Regions from separate parts of the Hordeum vulgare genome. Here regions 1 and 2 are each linked to region 3. A link is a contact called in public Hi-C data. All regions are on one chromosome and are shown on one strand. The core of a region is the stretch at or near the end of the contact, and the rest is flanking DNA. Distances in the headings are between cores, read along the strand shown. Region 1 holds the start of LOC123425674 (kinesin-like protein KIN-4C). Region 2 holds the start of LOC123425675 (protein STRUBBELIG-RECEPTOR FAMILY 3-like). Region 3 holds the start of LOC123425677.

Region 1 (4,429 bases), core at 875-3,374, 230 kb after region 3:
CATCAAATGGTAATAAGCAAAATATATATTGCAATTATTGAAGTAAAGATAAGTGCTGCTCTCTCTGTTCCACAATGGTTTTAGTTCAAAATGATAACGGAGGGAGTACCAGCTAGTGTACCTCGATGAAGGATACCCTAATTAAGAATTCTGTATCACCCTTCAGCTCATCAGCTTTCTTGAATATCGTCTCCATGACTTGTGGAATTATTCCTCCACAGTTAGCTTCACCAGAATAATTGGTGCCCATCGTATATGTCTTCCCAGATCCAGTCTAAAGGTTGTAGAGAAAAAAGACAAGTTAGAAGATAAATATCCAAGAACTAAAATAATATTCCTGCTGTCTATGTTCTATGCTGATATCTGGACATTAGGCTTAGGGATACCATAACTAAACAAGGCATAAATGTTGTTTGGATTGTTGAAAGCAAAGCGGTAATTTTCTTATTTTAAGCATGAGACTAATTCACAAATCATGTGGAAAAGTTAAAGCTACAAAATCATATGAAGGCATTCCTATTCCTAAAAACAAAGTTGACATGATGAATCCGTAGTCGCTAAAATATGGCTCTCCATCTAGTAATGTACATTGAATAGATGAATGTCTAAAAATTATACATTGTGCAAAGTGATGGATAAACCTCTAGCACAAACACTGAATAGGTGACTGTCTCCCTTCAATCACGCACAGATATCCTTATAGTGATGCTAAAATAAAGTTGACACGGTTACACTCACAAAACAGCAACAAGTAAAGCATCTTCCTAATAAAACTGTCAATAAAGGTTATATTAGCTGCTAGGTTAACAACAGTAACAGCCAGGAGCAAAGCTATAATAAAGTAACCAATTGTAATTGCCCGTGTGGAGAGTGGAGACTACTTCCAACATACAAAATAATTACCTGTCCATAAGCTAGCACAGTGGTGTTGTATCCACAGAATAATGAGTCGATTAGTGGATACACGCATTGCTCAAATATCAACGAGGAAGGAGATCCCGTGCTGGCATAGACATGATCATAAGTGAACACGTGTGGGCCAATTTGAACCTACAATAGCACAAAACAGCACCATAAACATGTGTGTAGACTTATAAGCCATTCAGAAAAAGGAAATCTCCTGATAGAGTGGTAATCATATAAATTATACTGGTTCAGCATTCATTCCGATAGGCACGATAGATTCCAATGTTCTTGAAGAGAAATTCAATGGTGAAAATACAACACGTTTTAACAGTGTGCTCAAAATCAGCAAAGATACTGGTCCTAACTCCTAAGCAATAGAACCAGGGCCCCACGACTGATCTTCCGTATGCACCCAAGCCCTTGGTGGATCTGGCCGCCCAGATTATGCTCCAAGAAAGAGAAATTCACAGATGTCATGATTATTTTGTCAAGAATGCAGAGACATGATTTCACGGACCGCTCGGATGGCAACAAACCAGACAGATAGATTGGTAAACGAATGAATCAACTGCCAGAACACATCGTGTCGATCCGAATCTATCATGGGCCCGCCTATCCGTCAAGTTCAATTTGTAATCCTGGGAGCGCATGTTGCCAAGACCAGCAGAGGGAACCAAGAAAACCATACCTGCGGCTCGCCCGGCGTGACCGTGACGCAGTCCGCGCATCCGAGGAGGAGCTCCGGCGTGATGAGCGGCCGGACGTTGACGGCTACCTTGACGCTGTCTCCCTGCGGCTGCGACGCCATATCCGAGCTCCCCATCGGAACCCTAAACACGAAATTCCCAGAACCGGTCAAGAAAAGGTCCAAGGCCCAAAGCACACCCCAAGAAAACAAGAAATCTGGACACCGCAAGCCGGAAATCTGTGAAATCCGGGCATCCATTCGGGCGGAGTTTGGAATCTGAGCCGAGGGTTTTGAATTCGTCTCACCTCACCGTGCCCTCGCCGTGGCGGCGCCTCCCGTCGACTGCGGCTGGGAGGAGGGGGCGCGGGCGCGCGGGAGAAGAGAGGCGGTGGGGGAAGACCCGCCTGGTGACGGCGGCGGCGGCGGCGGCGGATGAGGATGAGGAGGGAGGGAGAGCTCGGCACGGAACGGAAGAGGGGGAGGCGTGCGAGAGAAAATGGGAAGAAATGAGAACCGGGGGGGCTCCTCCAGCGGGTGGTGGACCCAACGCAACGGCTTCGGATCCGATTTCGAAATTCAAACGGGGGTGGAAACGCGGCCCCCCCTTCCCTGTCAAGACGGTAAAGCACGTGCCACGACCAGGCAGTTTGCGCCCCTATTTGAATGGCGTTGGCGGCCAGTACCACGGATGGTTTGCTGTGTTTTTTAATGCTTACGCTCCTGGAAAATTTATCTTTAACACCTTGTTTCTGTTCCGCAACTCCTGCCGGTGAGTTCGGTCCAAGGTTGCGGAGCGGAGCTAGCGTCGTAGTTGAAGTAGTCGAAGTCGTCGAACACACAAAGTCACAGAACACTAGAACGTAGAGAGGGAACAAAGCTTTATTAATCAATGAAGTATCTGTTACAATGATAAAATGATTGCCTCTTCTCTATTTATATAGGGGTATGGGGAGAAATGATAAGCATCCATCTAGCATGAGACCAGGGAAACGGGAGGGGCTGGCTGCGTACCTCGTACGCTGACCAGCCGCCATGCCCGCGCGAGGCCTAATGAGCCAGCCCGGTTTCCCAACACTCCCCCTTGGGTAATTATCCGTATATCCATGCCTCAAAAACTCCGAAAAACCCAGTGGAAAAAATATGAAGAAAGAGCACATAGTATACGTTGTTGCATTGTACGAATTGCCTCGTTAAAACCTTAGGTGAGAAACATCACGAAAACTTACTCAAGGGAAAAAGAGTACAATCCACTCAACCACCTGGTTGAGTACTCAATCATCGGGATCGAGATTTCAGTGACGAATTTGTGAAGTTTCTCCTCCTGAACCTTGCATCTCTCTAAGTCTCATCATACCGATTCCACGTACACACCTCTCAAAAGACGATGCCGGTAATTATTTAGTGAACATATCAACAAGATTGTCACACGACTTAGTATGCAAGACTCTCACCCCGTTCATCTGTTGCAATTCGTGTGCATAGAAGAACTTGGGACTAATATGTTTTGTGAGGTTACTCTTCACATAACCCATCTGAACTTGTGCAACACAAGCAGCATTATCCTCGTAGATAATGGTAGGGGTTTGTACGGTGTTCAGCCCACACGTCTGCTGAATCTGGCTGATCATCCGCCGAAGCGATACACATTCCTTTGACGCTTCGAATAGTGCCATTATTTCCGAGTGGTTTGTGGAGGTCGACACAAGTGTTTGCTTGGTTGATCTCCAGGAGAAAGAAGTTCCACCACAAAGGAAAACATATCCAGTCTGTGATTTGCAATCATGCGGGTCCGACAGGTACCCAGCATCGGCATAGCCTATAAGGGACAGGTCTTGATTCCTTCTATAAAATAGACCGAGATCTTTGGTCCCTTGCAAGTAGCGGAAGACGTCCTTAACACCTTTCCAATGTCTCTTGGTAGGTTCAGAATTGTACCTAGCTAGCAAATTGACGGCGAAAGCAATGTCTGGCCGTGTACAATTCGCGAGGTACATGAGTGCCCCAACGGCACTCAGGTAAGGAACCTCTGGTCCCAGAGTTTCCTCCCTCTCTTCCTTAGGCCTGAACGGGTCCTTGTCTGGCTGCAAAGATCTCCCGATCATCGGGGTCTTAGAAGGATATGCCTTGTCAAATCCAAATCTTTCCAACACCTTCTCGGCGTAGGCAGACTGGTGCACTAAAATCCCATCAGGGGAATGTTCGAGTTGTAGACCCAGACAGAACTTGGTTTTACCCAAGTCCTTCATCTCGAATTCCGACATCAGGGATGATGGGGTTATAGTCCTAGGGTAGGGTCATAGGCCTGCCCTGTAAGTCCTACCCAAGGACTACCCCTCATAAGGGACAAGGCCCTTAGTCAGTTCCGACTGAATTAAGGAGTCCCCATCGTCCAGTCGGCAACAGGTCTTCGACCATCCAGTCGGAGACTAGCATTCGGAGAACATCCAACTAACCGACTGGCTGCCACTCGGAACATCGTAACCCCCCCTGGAGGGAAACGGTCGTACGTTTCCCTATGCATTTGTTAGCATTTAGGACGTACGTTACCGGTAACGTACGCATTCAATCGCCACTACTCCACCCCTGTACCGGAACCGTTGTGGAGGGCAGCGCACTCTATATAAGCCACCCTCCCCCTCTGGTGCAGGGGTTAGAAAATCATTGTATTCCATATTCCACTCGACAACAAGCTCCCAGAGCACTGAGACGTAGGGCTATTACCTCCACCGTAGAGGGGCCTGAACTCATACAACCTCGCCGTAGCTGGGACTCTGTCCATCCTTTTCGTACCCTACACATCTACTGTCAGGCTTATACCCACGACAGTTGGCGCCC
Region 2 (4,297 bases), core at 441-2,940, 180 kb after region 3:
GCGTCGACAATGTGTTTGGAAGGTGCCCACTTAGCTGGTTTCCTGATAGAAAACTATGATTGACAAGAGAAGGATTAGTGAAGAAATAGCTATAACAAGCGGAACAGAAGAGCAGTAGAATGCTCGAATAGACATACAAGCGCTGCATTGTGACTGGTAGGTTATCAGGTATGGTTCCACCAATATTATTGTTGCTAAGTTCTCTGCATAAACCAACAAGTATTATGCAACGACACAATAGCATAGTGTCAATTTAGTACTCCACACGCGATCAACTTACATGGTGATTATCGACGTGAAATTCGCCAGTGTGTTACCCAGCTGTCCACCCAAACTTATACCATTGAGAGTTCTACCCAAAAAGAAAACATTGTTCAGGTAACCGATAGAGAAAATTAAGCAACAACACGACAGCACTAATCACATACATGGCGGTGATATTCGATGCTGCGCATCCAACGCCCTGCCAGTTTTCGACGCAGGGGTCGCCCCCATTCGTGACCCATCCAGGCAAGGACGGTGATCCAAGCGCCGTGTACAAGCCATTTATCGCAAACACTATTAAAAGAACACAACATAAGGTGTTGCATAAGATTACAAGAATACTAATAATAATAATATTTGCATCATAAGTATAATCTGCGCAGTACAAGGCAGCACGGCCAGAACATAAATAAATAATCTGGAAGCCCTGGATGACAGTACTACCAACTGCTGGACCAAGAAAGATACGGAGTAGTATTTTATACCGTCTTGCTCGTAAGTGTAGGTCAGCGAGTGCGGCAGCGCCGAGAGCAGCAGCAGCAGCAGCAGAACGGCGGCGCGAGCAGCCAGGGGCGGCGGCGCCACGAGCGTCGAGCGTAGGGGCTTGCTCATCACCGCACGTCGCGCAGCCATGGACAAATCAATCCTCCGCCGCGGGCATCACCTGACCTGAAAACAAGTTTCCACCACGGATGCGGCCTTTAATCTGCGGGCTGGCTGCCAGATGAACGATGGATATGCATGCGTTTTTCTTGGGGGGGGGGGGGGGGGGGGGGGGGGGGGGGACGAGATAAAAGATTGAAGAGCAAAAAAACACACAAGGAAGTCACGCAATGCAGATGAGCGATTTAATTTTGTTCCGTAACGGAAAAAACTGCCGAAATCCCCGCAAGAAACCCGCCAGCGCCCCCGTCCCCGAAAGAAGCTTATTTTCTTCACCAAGAAACAGAGTGCGGAGGCGGCCAAAGCAAAAGCGCCGGAAGGACGAGAAAGGAAGAGAGGATGCGTCGGATACCTGCGGATTCTCGCCGAACCTAGAGCCTTTTGTCGCTTTACGGAGCAGCTCGCCACCGAAAGCCACGACCAGGCGGCGCGACCAGCGGCTCGGCGGGCAGTGCGACTCGTCCCCCGCTTTCCTCGGGGCGCGTTTAAAAGCGCTGCTTGAGCTCGGGACGGGAGCCTTGGCCGCGAAGGATTTCGGTGGGAAGAAGAGGGATGGGGCGGGAGTGGCTGGCCGGCCACGGGAGGGGGGAGAAAGAGGACAGGGACGGGGCCGATGTGGATAGATCTACCGCTGGCTGGCTGCTGCTGCTGCTGCAAATCCACCGCGGGGAAAGGGGGAGGCGGGCGGCGGATAGGCGAGAGCCGGGAGCAGCTGCTGGAGCTGGGGTAGGGAGTGAGGAATGAGCAAGAGGACAAAGAGGCGCAGCAAAGCACCGTGGCTGGGTTTAAATTTAGTACTACTAGTAGTGGGCACTAGGAATGAGCAGTGGTGGCGATCGTGACGGCAGGCCCTGGTGGTTGTTTTCCTTTGGATATAGCTTGATTTTGAGTAGTACTAAAATGTGGAGGAATGGCACAAGGGAACCGGGGGCAAAAGGTAGGGTTGTGGTTCAATCTTTTTCAAGGCATGGCACCCGGTGCTCCTTTTGCACAGGGTCGTTGATAACATAGGAAAATGTTGCGTTGTGCTCTACGACTACGTATTGTGTGGCTGTGGAGTGCTGTTGATTTCCATGTCACGATAAAGCCAGTTTTTGGGACATTGGTGTGTGTGAACTCATCTTTTTTTTTCTAGATATGGCCATATTTTGGTGTGATTGGAGTTGTTCCATCATTCATCTTGGCGCGGATCCGGCCTTTCGAGATGTTGCATGTTCATGGCGGCGCGAGGTGTTACTCGTGCGGCATGGTGCTCAGTTTGCTCGCAAGTTGTGGTGTTGGATGAAGGTGACGGGCGAGATGCATCATGTGACGTTGTTGCGGCTCATGTGGCGGTGTCTTGATGGGCTGGTTGCAATGATGACAGGTGTGGTAGGCTCCCGTGAAAGCCTAGCACCGACCTCGGTCAACGTAGGTGATGAGATGTTGTCCCCCTCATCGAAGGTGCCATCATTGAGCCCCTTCACCTCTCTTGTCATTGGGTCTCAGCTTATCCGCGTGAAAACCGAAGTTTTGGCCTTTGTCGGAGCGTTGTTGGTGATGTGCTCATCGCTTTCCGTTTGGGGGCATTGCCTTGGCTGCATAGCCTCATGATCAGTGTGGGAGTTGAAGTGGCAGTCCTAAAAATAGCCTTCATGTTGATGAATGGTGTTAGTTTTAGTCACCTGGCAGGCAAAGTCGACCAATCGGCTAGGGTGCATTCATGTGGCTAGTGTGGAAGACGGAGTGGTGGCTGTGAAAAAAGAAACATTGTTATGTTATGAGGGCATGGACTCTGTTGCATTGGAGTTTTCCCCCTCCTCCTGACCCCGCCTCGCGTCGCCTCCTCGACCGATGGGCGGGGCGGGGCGGCTCGCCCGCCTTCTCTCTTCGCCCCTATCCCCTCGGTCCTCTCTTCCCCGTTGCCGCCGGAGGGTGCCCCTGGATCTGGTCGGGTGGTCTCGGCGGCGAGGGGACTTCCTTTCCCCCACGTGCGGCGCCCTTCCTGGGGCAGGGTTCGGCGACGGGTGCAGCTCGACACGCGGCGGTCCAGCGTCCTAGCGGCAGGGGCCGGCGACAGGCACGGTGGTGATGCTAACACTTGGCATCGGGGCGCCCTGGTTGTGCTAGGTGGCCTGTGGCAGGACCCTAACCCAGATTTCGGCCCTCAAGGCCCCATCTGGATCCTAGCGAGACGGCGCCGGCGTGGGTTTGTTGCCTCCGGCGCGGCGAAGTGGTAGAGCGGCTCACACGGGAGCAGCGATATCGAGGGCATGCATTCTGCAGTGCGATGACAGGAGCTTTACGGGCCTGGTATGCTCCTACTGTTGCGTCCGGTCGGATCCCGTCAGGGACGAGGGAGGTTAGGCCCTCCCGTGTGTTGACGGTGCTGCTGCTCGAAGTACCAGCTCCTCTTCTTCGTTGTGCAAGTCCTACTGCACGGTGTCATGGTGAGACAGTGTGGGAATCTTCAAGACTGTGTTAGCGCAGGGTGGTGATCGGTTCGGGGCGAGCTCCAAAGCGCCCGAAGTGAAGGTTGGGATCGGGAGAAATCCCTGTCGGCCTGGCCGACATCGACGCGACGATGCCTGAGGGTGCCGTCGGACCTTCCTGTAGGGCGTCGGGGGCTACCCTTCCTCTCTCCTCTCCGCGTACGAGGGGAAACCCTTGACAATATTGTCTTCATCATCGCGTCCCTTCTTGAAGGTAATGATTGGTACCAACACTTTGGAGACGTGGAGCTTGGTGGGAGATCTTCGGTGAGCATAGTGGTAGCAAGGCTTCTTTGTTTTTGTCGATCCGTCGTTGTTGGCATTTGTTTCTTTTGTATTTTCTTTTTCGTTTCTTTTGGACATGAATGTGTTGCTTCTGTCCCAGCATCTATCGTTGGTTGTATCGGATGATTGCTTTGTAATACAAAACGGAGGAAACCCTTTTTAATTATGAGCTCTGTCACATCGGTGATAGAGTCGAGTGGTGTGTGGCCTCGAAGCCGATGAGTGTTTGTTGTAGAGGTTCGAAAGTCGGAGCACACCCTCCAAAAATTGCCACCGTGTTGTAGGGTTTCATCTCTTATGCGTTTGGGTGACAAAGTCGTCAACTCAACTCGTGTGTTTCTTTGCAAACCGATCAATTCTTTGTTGACTTGATAAACACTACACCACAACACGGATGCAACGACATGTAATCTATCAGAAGAATGCACTTAAGACGGCCGATATACCGCTGGGAGGGAGTTTCTCCCGGCAGATAGAACTGTCACAGAAACGGCTACCGATGATTGCTTGTGCCGGTAGATATGGATCATCCTTTTTTTTTTGCTTGAAGGTTGGTGTACCCTTTTAACTTGGCAGATTTTTTTGAGGGAAGGCCTTTCTTTCAGTTGATGTAC
Region 3 (4,344 bases), core at 144-2,643:
TTGTGAGCCATAGTGGCTTGAGCTCCATGTCGGAGTAAGGCTCCACTATACCATGAGGCAAAAACCCGACCCTAGCAGTAGAAGCAGCTCTGTGTGTCACCTTGGCAGTAGCTCTCCCAGTCCCAGATACCTTAACAGCAGCCCTGTCAGACTCCTGATATGTACAATGGAGCTAGTCAACGCCTCGGCAACAAAAGACTATCTGCTTCAAGACTAGCGCAGCAAACAAAACAATTTGTCCGTTTGATGGAGACGATGGGTTCACATACCATCATCGTATCAAACGGGGGAGCGTCTTCATCCAACTGTAACAGCGGATAATCGGATGAGCTGAGCATCGTCTGTCGAGCAGAATATAAAGGGGAATTTCAGAAAAGGTTGAGCGTTACCGCCGTCTGTCTGCGTTGGTAGCTTGCCATGTTGTAAACCACAAATAGGATTATCATCAAGCACAGAACAAGCAGACGCAGCCTCAGTCTCATCTTAGAGCAGTGACAGCAGCTCCTGTGACCATTCTGCAGAACCAAGCAACCCTGCATTTTAGCAGGATTTCACAACAAATGAAGCATTAAGTAAATGAAGGAAGCACAAGGGAACCCACCTTGTCCCACTAGGCGCTACTTTTCTCCGTTCATGGAACCCTGCATTCACGACATAAAAAAAACTGCAGAGGCTGAGTATGTTTTCAGAGTGACGACAGAACCCTGGGGCGTTACTTGATGAAAACACTGAAGAGAAACGACATTCGATCCCTTTAAAAAATGTCATTCCGTTTGTTCGCTTCGCGCGAGCAACAAAGAAAAAAGGACGGCCCTCTCATCATCAACCAATCAATCAATAAATCCCTTGCAAGCACGAGACACACGACGCACATATTGCCCTGCGCGTCGGTGACGTGACGATGTCTACACATCCACGGCCAAGTCACCCTGTCCACCCGCAGCTCGCGGCGAACGGCGAGGCGCGCTCTGGGATTTGGAAACGCGGGTGCGAGGACGCGCAGCCAGCGCGCAATCGGAGTGTAGAAATCTCGAAACCCAATCGATACACGGAGACGGAGATACTACTGGAGTGCTGGGCATGAGGAGAAGATAAGGGACAATACCGCGGAGGCGGATGGGGCAACCGGGGCGGACGAGGGACGATCGGCGGAGAGGCGTCTCGTCGTCTCCTCTCCTCCGCGCGGAGGGCACGGGCGCCGCTGCTATCTCGTGGAGGAGGAAGAGGAGGAGGAAATGCCTTGGAGAGAGATCGGGAAAGGCACGGGCGCGCGCGGAGGCGGAGCCAGACGCGGCCGCTTGAGCGGGCGGGCGAGACAGCGACGTTCGGAGGAAGGGTGACCCGCACCCGTCACTCGCAGCGGCGCCACGCGAGGTGACGACGACCCGACTGACTGGCGACTGGCGAGGGAGAGAGAGGCAGCGCCGGGGTGATGCCGCCACAGGAGACGGGCGTTGCGCGATGCGAGCAGCCCGTTTCGGCTCGGCTGCCTGCCACGACCGGGTTTTCCGCTTGGTTTGTTTCGTGGTTCCCTCGGTCCCCGCGCGGCCCAGGAATGTGGAGGCCCCGACCCACCACAGCTGCTTCAATTTCAACCCCCTCAAAAAAAAAATGCTTCAATTTCAATGCTACTCTTGACAAACTACCCTCTCTTGTTGCTCCAGATCACGACGTCCCCGAACCAAGAGCAAAAAAGGAATTGACTCCTACAGACATCAACACCTGTCTCCAAAATTCTGCGCTGGCATATACTTGACCAAGGAAAGTTCTAAGGGTATTACATATACAGTTATAACAGACATATATATAGCGCCTAACAACTCGGATCACATCTCTACAGACAAAAGTTGCGCTTCATCTAGCTGACCTTAAACAAAACACCAGGAAAACCACCACTCCTTCCTGTTACAAAACATCCTGATTCCCTTTGCCTAGTCTTTGACAGGGTGGTACACAACACTGGATGGAGCTACTCTAGGACCTCCTTGTAGGATTGTACACAACACGTCTGCATATCCACGGCGTCGCTTCTCCCTGTCACCGTCGAGTCCTCTTCCTGCCTTTGCTAGGACTGTCTTGCGGCGGCACAGTGGCGGCGCGCTTTTGCCCGCTCTTTGGAGGCCGCCCGACCCCTCGCTTCTTGGCGGCTGGCACGCTTCTCTCAACGGTTTTTTCATCAGCAGTTGCCGCTGCATCCGCGGGGTCGTCCTTGGTCTCGCTCTCACCCTGGCTGACAGTGCTTCCGCTCTCCCTTGAGGAAACCTTGCTTCTCTTTGCATCACGAGGCACATGACGTACCGGCGGCAATGTTCGAGAAATTTTCTTGGTTGCAGGGGCACTAGCAGCCCCTGCCGCCGCCTTCTTGCTTACTGGGTCACTTGCAACCCTTGCAGCAGTCTTCTTGATTACAGGCTCACTCGCTATCCCTGCCGCCGTCTTCTTGATTACAGGCTCACTCGCTATCCCTGCAGCCGCCTTCTTGGCTACAGGCTCACTAGCTATCCCAGCCACTGTCTTCTTCATCACAGGCTCACTTGTTATCCCAGCCACTGTCTTCTTTATTACAGGCTCACTAGCTAGCGCTGCCGTGGTCTTCTTTAATACAGGCTCAGCAGCGGTCTTATTGATTGCAGGGCCACTAGCGATCCTTGCCTTGGTCTTCTTGATTACAGGGTCACTAGCTATCGCTGCCGGTTCACAATTAATGGATGGTGCGACTGAACGCTGTTGCAACGTTTTGCATATGAGACCTCGAAGTTCGATTGCAGCCATGTGCTCCAGTGTGGCCTTTGGAAAAAATGTGAGGACATTATTCACAAACACGAGCATGTCTTTTAGGAGCTCCTTGGCAGAAGAGATAGCACCACTCTTGATCTTTGAACGAAGGATTCGGAAGTCCATATGCCGACGGATCATCTTCTTGTATCTAGCTCGCTTCCGCTGTAGATGGAAACAATTGGACATAAGATGACAAAATCAGATTATGTTCATCTCTAGAATAGATCAACTGTACAGAAGATTTGAGCCACTTAAAAGTTCTCTTTCAGAGCATATAATATTACTACGTACACTAACTAACTAACCAGTCTGCCCACTCTAACTAATTGTATGTGTAACTCAGGTAATAAGAAAACGAAAAGGAAATTCACCATGCCCACAAAGATCTGACTTTCTTGATCCTCTCAGAACAAATAGTGGGCAACTCCAATAAAAAAATTGTAAAGGATAAGACTACAATTTAAAACGCCCACAAGACAGATTAAATACCTGGATATCAATTTGGTGTAGCAACATCTTACAGTCACCTTGAGTGGATATATTATTCACAATATCTGCTAATTTTGGTTTTGCTCTCTCACACACAGATACACCAGGCTCTATCTTTCGAGTTTTCAGTTCCTTCATGCAGCCTTCAGAGGGAACCGCTCTCTGTATGCATGGAGTTTTGCACATAGATACACCAGGCTCTATCTTTGGAGTTTTCAATTTCTTCATGCAGCCCTCAGAGGAACCCTCTCCCTGTATGCATGGTGTAGATATATTTTCACCATCTCTGCCACTATCAACAGCCATCAGAATAGCCCGTTTATCCCTCAATCCCCTTTTCTTTCTAGAGCCCCAAAGCAAACCATCTTTGGCACAGAGCTTATTTTCAGCATGGGGCTTTGATAATGTCTCTGCTGATGTATTTTGAACTTTCTGAGATTTCTGACTGTTGCTTGCTTCCTCCGTAAAACTAGCAGCGGACGATCTGTCTTTGGACAATTCTTTGCTCGAAGAAGTAGTATCAGCTGCATTTTCAGTGTGTGAACATGATTCAGTGTGACATCCTAAGTTACCATTATCATGTTTGCTATTGCTGAGGCTCTCAATCACAGACTGCAAGGACCTGGAACAGGGAAAGGCCAAATTGCACATTATTAAACAAAAAGAACATTTTCCAGCCAGATGGCATAAGTAGTGTCTAAGCTAACTTTCACTTGGCTTCAAGATGACAGACAATAATACAAAAATATCTAAACTACTAATGAAGTACAAGTTGTGTTGGGATACCGATCACCTTAACCATCCATGAAACCTGATAAACGACGTTAAAAAGGTGAGACTTTTACTCATGACTAATAATACACTACTTATTTATACACTCCATTTTCCTTCCTAGATTATTCACAAATGCACATGCGCTTATTACTATACAAATTAACCTATTATTCAAATGCATGTAAGAACAAATTAACCCTAGCTAGCTAATTATGTTTTATTTGTCTTAAGTTCAAAGAGTGTTTAAATAAGCCATATAATTAACCCCACTAAATTATATGATTAATCTAATGTTTTGCATTT

The links. A called contact is a pair of places that touch in the nucleus more often than the background predicts.
Region 1: a Hi-C map of seedling shows a contact between it and region 3, with 5 times the contacts expected there. The contact joins the promoter of LOC123425674 here to the promoter of LOC123425677 in region 3. A contact is called at or near these places in 3 of 6 Hi-C or Micro-C datasets (leaf and seedling) and 1 of 1 datasets of contacts at active chromatin or transcription factors (embryo).
Region 2: a Hi-C map of leaf shows a contact between it and region 3, with 4 times the contacts expected there. The contact joins the promoter of LOC123425675 here to the promoter of LOC123425677 in region 3. A contact is called at or near these places in 4 of 6 Hi-C or Micro-C datasets (leaf and seedling) and 1 of 1 datasets of contacts at active chromatin or transcription factors (embryo).

Annotation. Positions count from the first base shown.
Region 1 is chr2H:163,245,367-163,249,795 of MorexV3_pseudomolecules_assembly, reverse strand. It overlaps LOC123425674 (kinesin-like protein KIN-4C), which reads right to left and starts at 2,124. Exons shown (of 27, transcript XM_045109377.1): 1 at 1,900-2,124; 2 at 1,595-1,736; 3 at 904-1,050; 4 at 122-274. The coding sequence starts at 1,729.
Region 2 is chr2H:163,303,294-163,307,590 of MorexV3_pseudomolecules_assembly, reverse strand. LOC123425675 (protein STRUBBELIG-RECEPTOR FAMILY 3-like) reads right to left here and starts at 1,690. Exons shown (of 19, transcript XM_045109378.1): 1 at 1,280-1,690; 2 at 750-933; 3 at 429-558; 4 at 281-352; 5 at 138-203; 6 at 1-53. The coding sequence starts at 897.
Region 3 is chr2H:163,479,655-163,483,998 of MorexV3_pseudomolecules_assembly, reverse strand. It overlaps LOC123425677, which reads right to left and starts at 1,393. Exons shown (of 16, transcript XM_045109381.1): 1 at 1,106-1,393; 2 at 602-641; 3 at 390-515; 4 at 270-305; 5 at 1-154. The coding sequence starts at 482. It overlaps LOC123425676, which reads right to left. Exons shown (of 5, transcript XM_045109380.1): 4 at 3,268-3,889; 5 at 1,724-2,940. The coding sequence ends at 2,038.